Regions from separate parts of the Mus musculus genome. Here region 2 is linked to region 1. Evidence: chromatin contacts called from public Hi-C data. All regions are on one chromosome and are shown on one strand. The core of a region is the stretch at or near the end of the contact, and the rest is flanking DNA. Distances in the headings are between cores, read along the strand shown.

The links. Hi-C and Micro-C count contacts between places; a contact is called where the count stands out from the background.
Region 2: a contact with region 1 is called in a Hi-C map of B cells, with 1.8 times the contacts expected there. The contact joins two enhancer-like sites. A contact is called at or near these places in 8 of 484 Hi-C or Micro-C datasets (the AML12 cell line, B cells, CD4 T cells and 5 more) and 2 of 115 datasets of contacts at active chromatin or transcription factors (CD8 T cells and fibro-adipogenic progenitors).

What each region holds. Positions count from the first base shown.
Region 1 is chr16:27,346,742-27,353,701 of GRCm38.p6, reverse strand. Ostn (osteocrin) reads right to left here. Exons shown (of 5, transcript NM_198112.2): 4 at 6,735-6,831; 5 at 2,493-3,294. The coding sequence ends at 6,747. Uts2b (urotensin 2B) reads left to right here. Exons shown (of 5, transcript NM_198166.3): 5 at 1-380. Among named protein-coding and RNA genes, the nearest start is that of Uts2b, 20 kb to the left of the region's middle. Within about 2 kb of position 4,196, at least 45 of the 459 cell types and tissues checked have an H3K27ac peak or open chromatin away from gene starts, as enhancers often do. A contact at or near this core is called in B cells, where this site is marked.
Region 2 is chr16:27,431,296-27,438,255 of GRCm38.p6, reverse strand. It overlaps Ccdc50 (coiled-coil domain containing 50), which reads right to left. Exons shown (of 11, transcript NM_026202.4): 6 at 2,579-2,694; 7 at 1,844-1,888; 8 at 1,654-1,758. Among named protein-coding and RNA genes, the nearest start is that of Gm32356, 33 kb to the left of the region's middle. Within about 2 kb of position 3,070, at least 6 of the 459 cell types and tissues checked have an H3K27ac peak or open chromatin away from gene starts, as enhancers often do. A contact at or near this core is called in B cells, where this site is marked.

The DNA.
Region 1 (6,960 bases), core at 2,947-5,446:
AATAGACAGAAGAGAAGAAAACTAGAAAAATTACATATATATGTAATGCATATATACATAATATGCATATTAAAGTTTACTTCTGTTTCAAGCTCTAAGAAACTGGCCCTTGTTCTGCACATCATTTTTCTCACTTTGTGAACCTGCTCCTCCCTGGGTTACGGCTTACTTAATGCTCATTCAGTGAACAATTGCACTGGCTGCACTCTGGAATGGAACTGTCATCAAAATGGCTTTAGTGATAAAACTTGGGGGATTGAGCTGTTGTATGCTTTCATGAAGTCCATTGTCCTCTCTCAATGTTTTGTTTTTGGCTGTCAATAAAAAATATTTTAAAAGGCATCTTAGAAAGTTAAAATAAATTGCATTGTTTCAACTCATGTGGAAAATATGCATTATGCTTCTTTCCCATTTTTATGTTTGTACTTTTTTGTATTAATTGAGACAGTTGCCATTGAGAATACTAAGAATGGGTAGATAGCTGAGGTACAGAGATACATTGTTGACCTAGATACGGAAAAAAAAAGTAATACTAGATATCTAAGAAATAGTATGTGAAGAAAATAGTAGTAAAATGACATGCTTTGGGGGTTCTTACTTCTCAAATTTGCCTCCTGCAGAGGGTCAGGAACTTTTTGACATACTACATGCTTTGAACAGGCTAGACTCTGTGTGCTCAGAAACAAAACTCCCCAGGAAAGCATTGGCTTTTCCTTGGAGGATTTAATTTCCCATTGTTGAACTGTTTGTTTGGTTTGGTTTTCTTGTAACTGCACAAGACTGTTAAATTAATTCAAGCTTCAGAGTTTAACCTTAATTTTGCCTGACATCCACTCTGGCACAGAAGCATTCTCAAAGTAACCTTAGAATTAAATGTTGATGGCTTTGATGTTATGTAGTCCACATACCTTCTTTTCTTTATAATACTGAGAAGTGCATTTTTATCTCTGTATTAATAATTGTGCAGTGTTTAATGATAAAGGATGGGATGATAGTATTTATTAAACTAAAAACATACAAAGCCCTGTGATAAGAGTGAAAACACGGGAATAATAAAGACAACTTGTAGCCTGGGAACCCAAGCAAGTCCTTTGCAGATCATGACAAAGAAAATTATTATGAGTAGATTAGAATAGAGGAACTCAGCTGAATGTATAGCAATATGTCTGAGGTCCTTTCAAAATGTGCTATTTGGGGGGCTGAATTTCAATGCTGTGAGGATCAGCCAAAGTGCTTGGAAAGAAGGAATAATCCCTCAAGGTGTTGGAGAAAAGGGGAAAGAGCATGTGCAAAAGCCAAGGTAGGAAGAACCTGGAATCCTTGCAAAAGAAAAGGAGTTAGTATGCTTGTGTCCAGTGAGCAAAGCTGAAAAAGTGTAATAACTTAAGCAGATGGGTTATACCCACAAGGAAAAAAAGAAGATGGGCTGGTATTTTATTCTAAACAAACAAACAAACAAACAAACAAACATCTCTGATGGATGCAGAGTAGAGCAAGATCTGCATGTGTTTCAAGTATTTGAGACAGGACTTCCTACTCGGGAACCACAAAGAATGCTGCTTTCTTCCACCTGTCACCAAAGACAAGCCATGGAGCACAAATGATATTCATTTCACCACAACACTCTTATTCTATCCTTTTCTGCCCTGGAATGAGCTTGCTTTCATTCCGGAGAACAATGTTCAATGTTTATTAAACAAATATTTAGGTAGGAGATTTACCTATAAATGGGGCTGTCTTCTTCTTTTTTTTTCATTTTTTATTAGATATTTTCTTCATTTACATTTCAAATGCTATCTTATAAGTTCCCTATACCCTCCCCTTGCCATGCTCCCCTACCCACCCACTCCTATTTCTTGGCCCTGGCATTCCCCTGTACTGGAGCATATAAAGTTTGCAAGACCAAGGGGCTTCTCTTCCCAATGATGGCCAACTAGGCCATCTTCTGCTACATATGCAGCTAGAGACACGAGCTCTGGGGGTACTGGTTAGTTCATATTGTTGTTCCACCTATAGGGTTGCAGACCCCTTTAGCTCCTTGGGTACTTTCTCTAGCTCCTCCATTGGGGGCCCTGTGTTCCAAACACCTGGAAATGCAGATAACACATTGGCTTAGAACTAGATTCCACATTAAACAATTCTTTCCCTCCCTTCCTTCCTTCCTTCCTTCCTTCCTTCCTTCCTTCCTTCCTTCCTTCCTTCCCTCCTTCCTTCCTTCCATCCTTCCTTTCTTTCCTTGTTTCTTTTCTCCCTTTGAAACAGAGGACTCATGTTGCCAAGCTTGGCTTCAAATCTTCTACTTAGCTTAGGGAGGTCTTGGGTTCTTGATCATCCTGCTCTTACCAACGGCTGGGATGGCAGGCATGAGCCACGATACCAATTATACAGAAAATTTGTCTCTTTCATGCTAGGCAGGCACTGTGCTGTTGATCTGTATTCCTTGCTCTCATAGCTTATTTTTGAATTAAATTAAAAATTTATATGAGAGATTGTAGATTAATGTTGATTTTAATACCCCCTTTTAAAGCACAAAGCACTATTTGGTTGGATTTTTAGCTTATAAACATTGAATGAAGAAAAAAAGTAAAATAGAAAGAAAAAAAAAGAAGAAGAAAAGCTGCTAACATAGGAAACATTTGAACAATTCACCCCTAGGCTGGTAGAAGTAAACAAGCCAGGCAGTAACTTCTTTTCAAATGAGTCTTTTACATTCAGAGTTTGTCAGAATATTACATATGGGCCAATTATACTATCCTTTATTAGTTCCTAAAGAACACAATTGCTCAGGTTTCTCAAAATTTATTTGCCTTCTGACACAGTTGAAGCAAACACTCATGTAATGTCTTTTTTCTAAGCTTGAAGTTGAAGTTTACAACAATTCGACAAACCTCAGAAAAACTAAAGAAACCTATATAAATCACCATGTGCTCATTTCTGATTTCTTTAGATCATCAGATCTTCAAACACTAGGTTTCTAGAAAGCACATTGATTAACTGAAATGTGAAAATATTAATGGCAAGAGAATGCATTATATTGGTCTGCTGTTTAAAAAAAGTAGGTTCAGGGGCCACGTTACAATTTGGGAATCATTGAAAAATACTTTCAGAGATATCCATGCACTGAAATGATCTGCACAACTCAACTAAAACCACAGCAACACTATGACGTGATGGTCTGGGGAGGATCAAGCTTTGGGAAGGTTTGCGAAAGGCCAATTCCTTGACAAAAGGGGTAGTGAACTTCACTGAAGTGTCTTCTATAGTTCTGTGCCATCTCACACAAGTAAGTCGCACCTGTAAAAGTGAAAGGTGAAGTTGTTAGAAGTGTTCTTGCACTCTGTAGAGCAGAGGAAAACCCACAACTTTCACAGAGATGCAATCCTTTCACCACATGGTATTTCATGGCAGCCTTTAATTACACAGCATATTTTATTCCATAATGTAAATTAATTTCAAATACCAGTGAGTTTAAAGAGCACGTGTGATGTATAAACCTAAGAGCCTAGGCTCAAGTTTTTAGTGACAATTCTATTTGTCAGTTTTTCAGATCTCAAGAGTATCCAGTTACTTTTAGTTTTATATATTAGTTCAAAGGATGTTGTCATGAAAATGCAAAAGGCAGACAAGGAAAGATTGACTAACACGTGGTTAATTTTTAGACACACATTGATAACTATACTTCGCTTCTGAAAACTAGAATTTGTGCGATTCCTGCTGTGTTTCAGAGTTTTGTTAATTTATCTGAACAATGGCATCAACATCATGCTAAGATAAAATCGACAACTTAAAACAATGATATGTGGATATGTGCTTCACATAATCAAGGAAAGTCATAATTAAGGAGCTAGCAAGTGACTGCCGCATCAAGGGCTCTGCTTCTAATGTCATTAAGAAGGTAATCCTGACATCAGTCCTGATGTTTCTAACTCCACCTAGACAAACTTTGAAATAGTGTACTTTGAATATCTATTGAATGTGAGTTGCTTACACCAATGCCTCTACAATCTTTAAACTTTAGTCTAATGTACTTCTTGTAGGAATAAAACATATAAACATCAGACTATATTCCTTTCAAAAATACAACAGAGAAGAAATTGGTATTTCCCCTGGAAATTTGTTAGTTCCTAGCAGCAGTATGTAGCCTTGATCTTAACCCAAGACTAGAGAGCAGTTTCACTTTCATTGGGAGACTCAAAGTGAAACCAAGAAGGTAAAAACCCATAGCCAACACCCCTGCACTGGAAAGCACTTTGGCTCAACCCAAGTGAAACAGAGTTTGAGCATACTTTCTCTGTGACTTGCCACCATGACAAGTTAGAGCTAAAGGCAAGCAGCATTACACCAGCCCAGCATGATCGCATTCGCCAGCTGAATGACAAAAATGACCAGTGATGCTGACAAACAACATCAATAGCCAGGAACCAAGAAAACTTGATGGACCACACTGAGAACATTGACCCAGAGGGCAGAACACCCATCTTGATGTGAACATGGTCTATAAAATGTCAATTACACCAATATCCAGCAAAAAATTTGCAAATTGTTAGAGTTAAACAAGACTACACGTCCTCAAGTCAGCAATTATTTGTCTGACTGTGTGAACATCATTTAACAATGCTGAAATCTGTATCTTGTAAATGCCATGCTGTGCAAATTGCACCCACCATTTAATTCAAAGGGCTATGGCAGCAGTAGGAAAACCATATCAGAAATAAGAGAAATTTAGGTGAATTTTATAAGTTTTGTTATCCATTCAAATGTCACATGAGAAAACATAAGGACTGAGCAGGTGAACCCACGGTGATTAATGGAAACGAGAAATGTGATGTCTTCTCCTAAGGCTTCTCTTCTGATACCATTGTCTCCAGGTTTGACTGGGAAGATCCATACTTATGAAGACATTGCAGCTTGTTAAGTGTACACTAATGCATAAACTTGGACATCAGTACCACGAATCTGGACATGATAGCAGCTGAAATATCTTCTTTCTATCTAGAGGTCTAGTGTGTCAATGTTCATATGAAAATGAGTTTCCTAAGTTTGCTATCATGTACAGTTTGGGGGAATTCAGAACTACAAAAGTATGTGATATGGCAATGCAGAGTGGAATATGCAAAAATCAGTCAGACTTCTATCAATCTCAGGGTTATGTAAATGTATCAGGAAATTGGAAGATGTGCCCTTGATTCCAGGAAGTACTTGGCTTTTTATAGCTAATTCCTGTTCAAATATAAGTGCAGCAGTTGTTAGCAGACCCAAGGAGTGATCACATTTAGTTTATTTCTAGATATGAGAGAAGCAGCTCCATGCAAGTTTTGAAGGTAGTGCTATTCAAGAGACAGTATTCCTCTTTGTAATCAGTGCATACTCCTATTTTTAAGGTACTAGGTGCTTAGTGCTTGCAGAATATCAACATGAACAGGCTCATAGGCATCTGTAATTCTCTTAGTTAAGTCATATCATAAAGTATTGATCCTCATAATAACTTTTGAATATTTGAGGGGAAAGAAAAAACATTTTAATTGAATGTATGAAAGGATTAGGTCAATGTCATGAAAAACATCAGAAAACACAGTTCCTATGTCTTCACATGTGGATGGTTAGAGAGGTTGCAGGTTGCTGGAATTATCTGGGGAGGTTGGTGCAGGGGGAGGGGCAGGTCAGGGAAGGATGGAACTTTCACGTGCTTTACTGGAAGAAAGCATAGTGTTTAGATTTCAAAGTCAACAAACAATTTACCGTTTTTATGATATATTTTAATGAAATAAAAAGTGCTTTATTGTGCTCTTCTACTGTCTTCCTATAGCTCTCTGACCAAAGGATACTTGGGGAGGAAACTTGGCTTATAATTTTCAGCTCACAGGCTATCACTGAGGGAAGGCAGGGCAGGAACTCAAGACAGGAAGCTGGAGGTTGAAACCAAGACACACTGTTTGTTGGCACACTGTCTGGCTTGTGTCCATGCTCGTACTTAGCTAATTTTCTTACAAAGTCCAAGCCCTGAGGGATGTTGTTGCTCACAGTAGACTTGGACCTCATACATCATTTAGCAGGCAAGACAGTCACCCACGCACATGCCCACAGGTCAATCTAATCCACGATTTCCCAGTCAGGTTTTCCTCTCATAATAGTTATGTACTATGTCAAGTTGACAATTAAAGTTTGCTAGGTCATGTGTTAATTAGAATCTTAACCCATACTTGCATATTAACAGATAATTGCACATGATTGTATGAAAATAGCTAAATTTATCTTATAAAGCATTGGGATAAGTGACTTTTCTATTTGAAAGATAAAATCTAGGTGTTCCTCACGTGTTCCCATGCTGCAGCCTTTGATTTTCATATTCCTCAGGTTAACTATGAATGCAACCCAATACAAACTGTAAACTTGCTTCAACTATTATAAGACTGTGTGTGTTTGTGTGTGTGTGTCTGTGTGAATTTTAAAAACTTGATTGTATGTTGAGCGTGAGCTTTGCAGATAGGTAAAAATGTCATGTTGCAATCCCAAAAGTTTAGGCACTCTTGGTAGGATGTGTGTTTCCTTTCTAAAAGCCCCCTAAATTATTTAATGTGAATGTATTAATTGACTAGAGAAATGTTTGTCAATGTGGTATATATCAGTTAAACACATCCCAAAAGGAACATTTGCACTTAAAGATGAGTCTGTTCATCTAGTGTGAAATGGTTTCTGGCAATGGCCCATAGGATGCTTGTTCAGACTGTACTCACAATAAGAATCCATCAGCCTCTGGAACTGGAGAGCCGGTTTCTACCAATCCGATCCATGGGAATACCAAACCGCTTTTTTGAATGATCTACTGCTTTCCTGTAACAAAGCATAAAGAACATTTTAAACCAATGTCCAAGGTATGAACCATTGCTCTTGTTTTTGCTTTAATGCAGAACTTGGGCTCTCTTCAGAAGTAGGAACAAACCATGATGCATATTATTTACA
Region 2 (6,960 bases), core at 1,821-4,320, 86 kb before region 1:
ATAAAACTTTCCTTTAAGGATTTCTGGATACATTTAGCTGAATAAAATATTTCTATATACAATTATTCAAGTCAAAAATTGAGACACAATGGTCTGGTACAAACTGGTCTGCTGGCTAATCCAATGAGTGGGTCACACAAACACACAGATGCATGCACAAGCACATATGTGCTCAAATGCACATACATTCAAACACACACACACACACACACACACACACTGTGAACCTCACAGTCATGTGCAGACACAGTAAGTAACAAAGGTGCTGCACAGCTGACCAGAACTAGAAAACAATGTGGATGAAATATGGATTTGAGCTCTTAAGCTCTTCTCTGTGTATCCAACTTAGGGCAAAGGTTTACCAGCCAGCCATTAAAACATATTTCAAGTAAAATTTCTAAGAAAAGATTTATACCAGTAGCAGTTACAGAATCTAAAAATTGCAAAAGGGGGATACTTGCTACCAAGATGGCCCTGTCCTTTGATTTATAATTCATAAAAAGGAAAATGTCTTTTCTTGGTTAAAGAATCTAAGCATCCGTGACTTCTTGTATGTAACAGAACATTTGAGAATGCTTAACCAAAATGAAACATGTTAGGACACATCCTGAATCGTAAAGATGAGTGGACTGAAGAAATATAATTAAAATGCAAATATTATTTCCATTTGTTTTAAGACCGATGCTTAGCAACAAGTAAAGAAAAAGGGCTAAGTGACATTATCAGCATAGTTTTGAGGTATTTTTGCCTCACAATAATTACTGACACTATGAGGCAGAACCAGACACCGAGATAAGGAATATGCAGACAACAGCACAGAGATGAGACATGTCATGTGTCCATACTCTAGGCTCCATGTTCCCAAGCTAGTACAAACTCTGCTTCCCAGAGCCTTACTACCTGAATCCTCTTCCTCTGTATATGTTCTTCCACACTACTTGGCTTTGCATTTTTGTTTGCCGCCCATCATTTCTCTTATTCTAGTGACCCCTGCCTCTCTCTGGCTCTTGAGTACATCCTATCATTGTGCACCAACATAACTGGTTGTCTTCCTCTCACGGTCAGGAAAAGAGACCTTTTCACACAAATACTGATTGTCAAATTTAACTTGCTACCAGTGGACACAACAATTAGATTAATTGACAGGAGAAAAATAATGTGCAACAATGTCTGATTAACAAGGGAAAGGATAATAGTTGCAGGTCTTGCACAAGCATTGTTGTACTAGGACATAAGCAGTTGGTGCTAGGGACATGCATTTACTTGTCAGTCACCATCTATGAAAACAAGAGAAAGGTGTCTGGAGGTGAAAAGGACAATGCAGGCACACTGAGAGCACAGAGCAAGTACAGGCCACTGGGGTGGATCTGAAGGAACACAGTGAATCTGCGATGTAATTCGACAAAATCAGATCTCTGAACCTGAGTCAGTCTGAAAATGATTAAAAAGTGCTTTGCAAACTTAGCAGTATAAATTCAATGACATGTTTCATTGTGAAACAACCAAGACACATTAGTCACGCATGCAATGCATGTATTTTTACATACCGAAATAGATTTCCAGAGCTTATCCTGAAAACAGAACCCTGTTTTCACTTCTCATTTTATTGCTGATTTAAAAATAAAGCAAAACAAAAAAAAGGCCCCACATTACCTTGCATTCAGGGTCATGTTTCCTTTTGTCCAAAGATGACTTTTCTCGCTCTTTGGCTTTCTTGTAAGCTTTTTTTTCTTCAGCCATTAGAAGTCGAGCAATTTCCTAAGCGAGACACAGGCAATGGCATTAATTCCAGATTTGAAGTTGTTTCTCACAATGTAGGGAAACCTTATTGATGGGAACTGACCTCATCCTGGGCAACCTGAGCTGCTCTCATGTCCACATGAGTAGCCTGCGAATCAAAAACAACAAACAACTGGAAGATGTGCTATCCATTTAAAATGTCTTATAGAAAATCAACTGGAATTGTAGTTGAATCCCTGAAGTTGTTGGCCAGTGGATATACTTTCACCAGTCAGAACAGAAACACTTTGCAACCTACTCAACAGAATATTTTTAGAGAACCACCAAAATGTATTAATGCAGACATCAGAATATGGAGTTTTGCTGCTAATGCCTTATCAATCCACACAAGCAGATGTAGAAGGGTTCCTTATGCACTAAGCTATATCCCTGTAGGCTAAGTGAAGCTGCTTCCTGAAACTGCAGATAATGCCAAACCCTGTGAAGACTACTTTCCCAATGCAAACAAACTCAAAATGGTTTAATTTACAAATCAGTCACAGGAAAATATCAATAATTCCAGTAATGGAAGATGCCACATTGAATAATGCACTCAAAGTATTTATTTTCAATATCAGATAACCAAAACTATAAAACTTAATCATGGGTAATGGGGAGTATATTCTGCTGCACTGCCACTGGCTTGATTCTCCCCACCCCCAGAAAAGACTCAAGTTATAGAGTTCCACTGTGGGATCCGTAATGCCAACAGCAGAACTCTATCGTGTTTATTATAAAACTGAATTATGCTTCAGCTTGTACAGCCCTTTGTTTGAACTTTTACCTTAAATGTACTCACCAAAAGTTCTTCTTCTTGCAATTTCCTGGCAATTTCAGCATCATACCACTCCTGGTCCCTGTGGCTTGCTCGTGCTGGAGTAGAGACAGCTTCTTTTATTCCTCTTGGTTTCATTCCTAGAAAAAACTCAATTCAATGAGGTAACTGGTGCTGTTTTCTGAAAAGACAAAAATATTAGGAAAAAGACACTCTCCCTTAACATTTAATACTGAGGACAATGCCTCCAGTGTGTAGATTGCACCATGGGGCACATTTGAAATAAATGTTTCCTGCGCATCAAATAGTAGTATGCAAAATTGAAACATTTTAACAAAGTTATTTTCCAAAATCTACATGGTAGAAATGTTTCTCATATAGTTTTTCAACATCAGAAAGAACGAAGAACCAAAGTAAGTCATCAAAACAGGAACTGAAAAGAGAAACAGAGCCACTGAGAATGAGAATGCACAGAAAAGAAGGTTCCAGAATCAGAGTTTTAATATGGCTAAGTAAACAAACACAACAGCTTCCTCTGCGTGCATCCAGCCTATACACTTCCTGCAGAGCAGTCAGGGCCATCTACCAGTGTGGTGAAAACCTGTCAAAAATGGTCCTGCTCACCCTCTGTCTGATACCAAAAAAAAAAAAAAAAAAAAAGCTCTAGATCTTTCCCACAGCTTTGACCCATCTGCTAATGACATTACAAAATTGTAGGGAAAACAAAATATAGAGGAAGTATCAGAAAATGCAATGACCTTAGAATTCAGTCCTCTAGAGAAAAGGGCTGCCAATCATGCTTTGTTATTTTGCAATGTTATAGGAGCATACACCATTCTATATATTTCAAATAAGCTAAAAAAAAGTTAAAAGTTAATGTCTTTTCAAAATTGTGAAATTGTGGATACTTTCCTTTGCACGCTTTTATGAGTTACAGTTAGTCAATAGGATGACAATATTGCCCTCAGCAAGAACAAAACCTTTTAATGGGACCCATAGATCAGGTATCTAGTATAACCATCAGTAAATGTACACCAGGTGGACACCTAATTTATTCTAAAGGACTCTCTCTTTGAACTACTGGTCAGAGCCTCCTGCACCTATGAGAATCACTTCTGAGTGCTTGTATATTAAGACACTGTCTCAGCCGGGCGTGGTGGCACACACCTTTAATCCCAGCACTCGGGAGGCAGAGGCAGGTGGATTTCTGAGTTTGAGGCCAACCTGGTCTACAAAGTGAGTTCCAGGGCTATACAGAGAAACCCTGTCTCGAAAAACCAAAAAAAAAAAAAAAAAAAAAAAAAAAAAGACACTGTCTCTAATACCATATATTCTAACTTGTGTAGGATGAGTGAGCCCTTCCCTTGGGCATATATTTTAAGCCTTTGTAATGGGTTCTTATCTTCGCGAAACATAGAATCACTGGCTCCATGTATTATGCCATCAATATAAGCACATATTAAAATAATAGATAGCAAAAATAACTCAATAATTTGTTTCCAAAGCTATTAATACATATTATTAAATGAAAATAAAAATAAATTAGAGAATTTGGTTTATCTTATAAAATCTATTTTTGTAGACAGTCTACTTAACATTGTGGTAAATTTAAAATGTAGACTTGTGTGTGTGCATCTTATCATAAAAACAAAGAGAAAGCTTGTCCTTTTAAACTCACACTTTCAAGGACCTGACTACACAGATCACCACAAATCACCTCTAATGGTACTGAATCCTGCACTGGTCTGTCCTGATCTACAACACATTTCTCACTGGTTTGGGATAGTCTCAAGAATAGGGCATATGCAATTGGGTAAATACAATTCTCTGAATTATGATCTGCATGAGCATGCTTAGAAAGACCTATTTGAGTAGGGCACTTGGCCCTGGGTAAAGTCTGTGCAGGACAATTGTTTTACCACACTCCTACAGGAGAGAGAGGTTAGTGAGCAGCCTAAAGCCTCTCTGAGGATGACAGGTTACGTCTGGGATTCCACCTAATGAAACGGCACAGGTGTATACACTCAGCTTTCAAAGCAAGTAACATTTCCCACAGGTGGGTTCTTCTATTCGCAAAAAAATTAACTGACAATATTTCACTTAAAATTCTAACAAAGATGTATTCAAATGAATAAATAGTATTACTAAGCGGACAGAATTATAAGATTATAACTACTATAAGTTTAGAAAGAATAAATGCAATTCATTAACAGAAGTCACAATTAAAGTAATAGCTCTCTCAGGCTCAACTACATAGGTGATGACAGTTCACTCACATCCCTGCAAATTGCTGGCATTTGCAATATTCATTTCTTAGAAACTTTCAAGCCTAATCGGGACAGGCCTCCCTAATAGGGTATCCTACCCACCTGAAGTGACAAAAATGTTCTAAGTATACAGTGCATTGGAAAGTCAGCAGTATAAAAACAGAGGTGAGTGGGGAGCTTGCCACTCTAACTAGAACCTGGGAAGTACTTTTAAGTAGATGAGCTACACTTTAGCTTTCCCGTCTCACTCTCCATCTCCCTCCTCCTTCCCTTCTTCTTGTTGTGTGGTACTGCAGATGATCTTGCTGGGCAAATGTTCTACCCTAAGCAACACCTCCAGTTTCTAGACAGTCATCCTCATCCATTCTGCTTAACATCCTGCCATCAGGGAACACTAAGACTCCTCAGAAGAAACACAAATGAACTAGTCTCTTTACATAAAATTTAATATAGTAACATAAACGGAAGTGGACAGCTCACTAGACAGGGTCTTATTATGAAGTCCTAGCTGTCCTAGAACTCATTATGTAGACCAGATGGCCTTCCAATCACAAAGAGCCTCCATTTTCTGTTTTCCAAGTATTGGAAATAGATAGAGGTGTGCACCACTACTGTGACTGAAGGGAAACACAAATACTAGTGTTGAAGATAAATTTACACTAAGTATGAACTAAAATATAACTGATTAGTTTTTTGGTATTGTGTAGTATGCATATTGTATAAGAAGCATTTGACATTTAGGGCACATTACAGTGTCTCTGGGCTGGACTTCACAACAGTAAGTACAATGTAAGGTTCTGAAGGCGAGAAGAGCCTGTGTAACCAATGAGCTGTCACAGGTGTACAGCACAGTGAGCTCCTCTCAGAGTCAGACCCAGTTTAACTGTTTTAGGGAAAGTCAATCAATCCTTGCTTTAATTTAGCAATTTCATTTCCATCTGTTTTCTTGCACACCTATTCTGCAAATGCTCTTGGACTCAGTGTTGTCTGTCCTCCTGCTAAGTTTATTCATCGTTATCTGAAGTAGAATCTGGCAAAGCTGGCATATGCCACATCTTTAAGAACTCTAGCTGGTTTTAACAGCAAGAGCTGACACCAATACCTAACTCTGATTTTTTAATGTTCTCTCCTAACTACTCCAAGAAGGTTCAAAAATCAAACCCCACCAGGACCTGGGAAGCCTGAAGTCTGAAGCTGGCTGAGTATAAAGTGAAAAGCAGCATGCACTGCACACAGTAATCCTTTTAGCTATGGCCACACTGTTCTAAACCCTGTGCTAACAGAGCATACATTTACTTACGGCTCCAGTACTAGAGACTCTAAGTCTGTGCTTAATTTCAGGTGCGCAAATCTGCTTGAAAGCCCTAGCACATAAGTCAATGCACTAAAGGTTAACTGGCCTTTCAAGCGAGCACATTCATATCAGGTTCACAGAATCTGAACTTAGATATCAATGGAATCACCATGTGTCTTCTCCAACCCCACAAGTGTAATCTAGCTATAGTGTAACTTTTTATAAACCTATTTTATGAACTGCAGTATACTCTCTCTAGTCTCCCAGTTCTTTGTTCATGCCTCCCTAACATGGCACATCAAATATAAAAATGTTTACGTACACATCTTTAAATATATCCATCTGCCTCTGAAGCTTAGACACTGACAAAACTCAAAGCAACACTATATATTGTATTCAGTATACCTTGCTAAACTGCAATTTAAATTTTCTTATAATCAAGTCCTTTTAACATGAAATATGATAAGAAAGCCAACAGAGTCTAATGAATATGCAACCTAGAAACTAGTTTTTCAATCACAAGTAAAGTTTGATTTGACCATGGCAGGTCTTCCTACATACTTCTGTTACAATAATCTTTCCATCTCTGTAAACCTTAGTAAAGACTGACTGAAACAAGACTGATGAATGTTGTACCTACTAAAACTACACACATCATGGTACCATGACAGTGTTAGAGCCACAAGAAAAACCTTCCTTCAGTATGTTCCAGGCAGCATAGAGTACGCCTACTGTATCCATGATGCACTACAGATTTAAGTACCAGAGGTGCCCAAAACTAAGTTCTTCTCTTTTAAAGTTTGGGCTTTTTAACTTTACTTTTTGCAGGTAAAAATATGGTATAA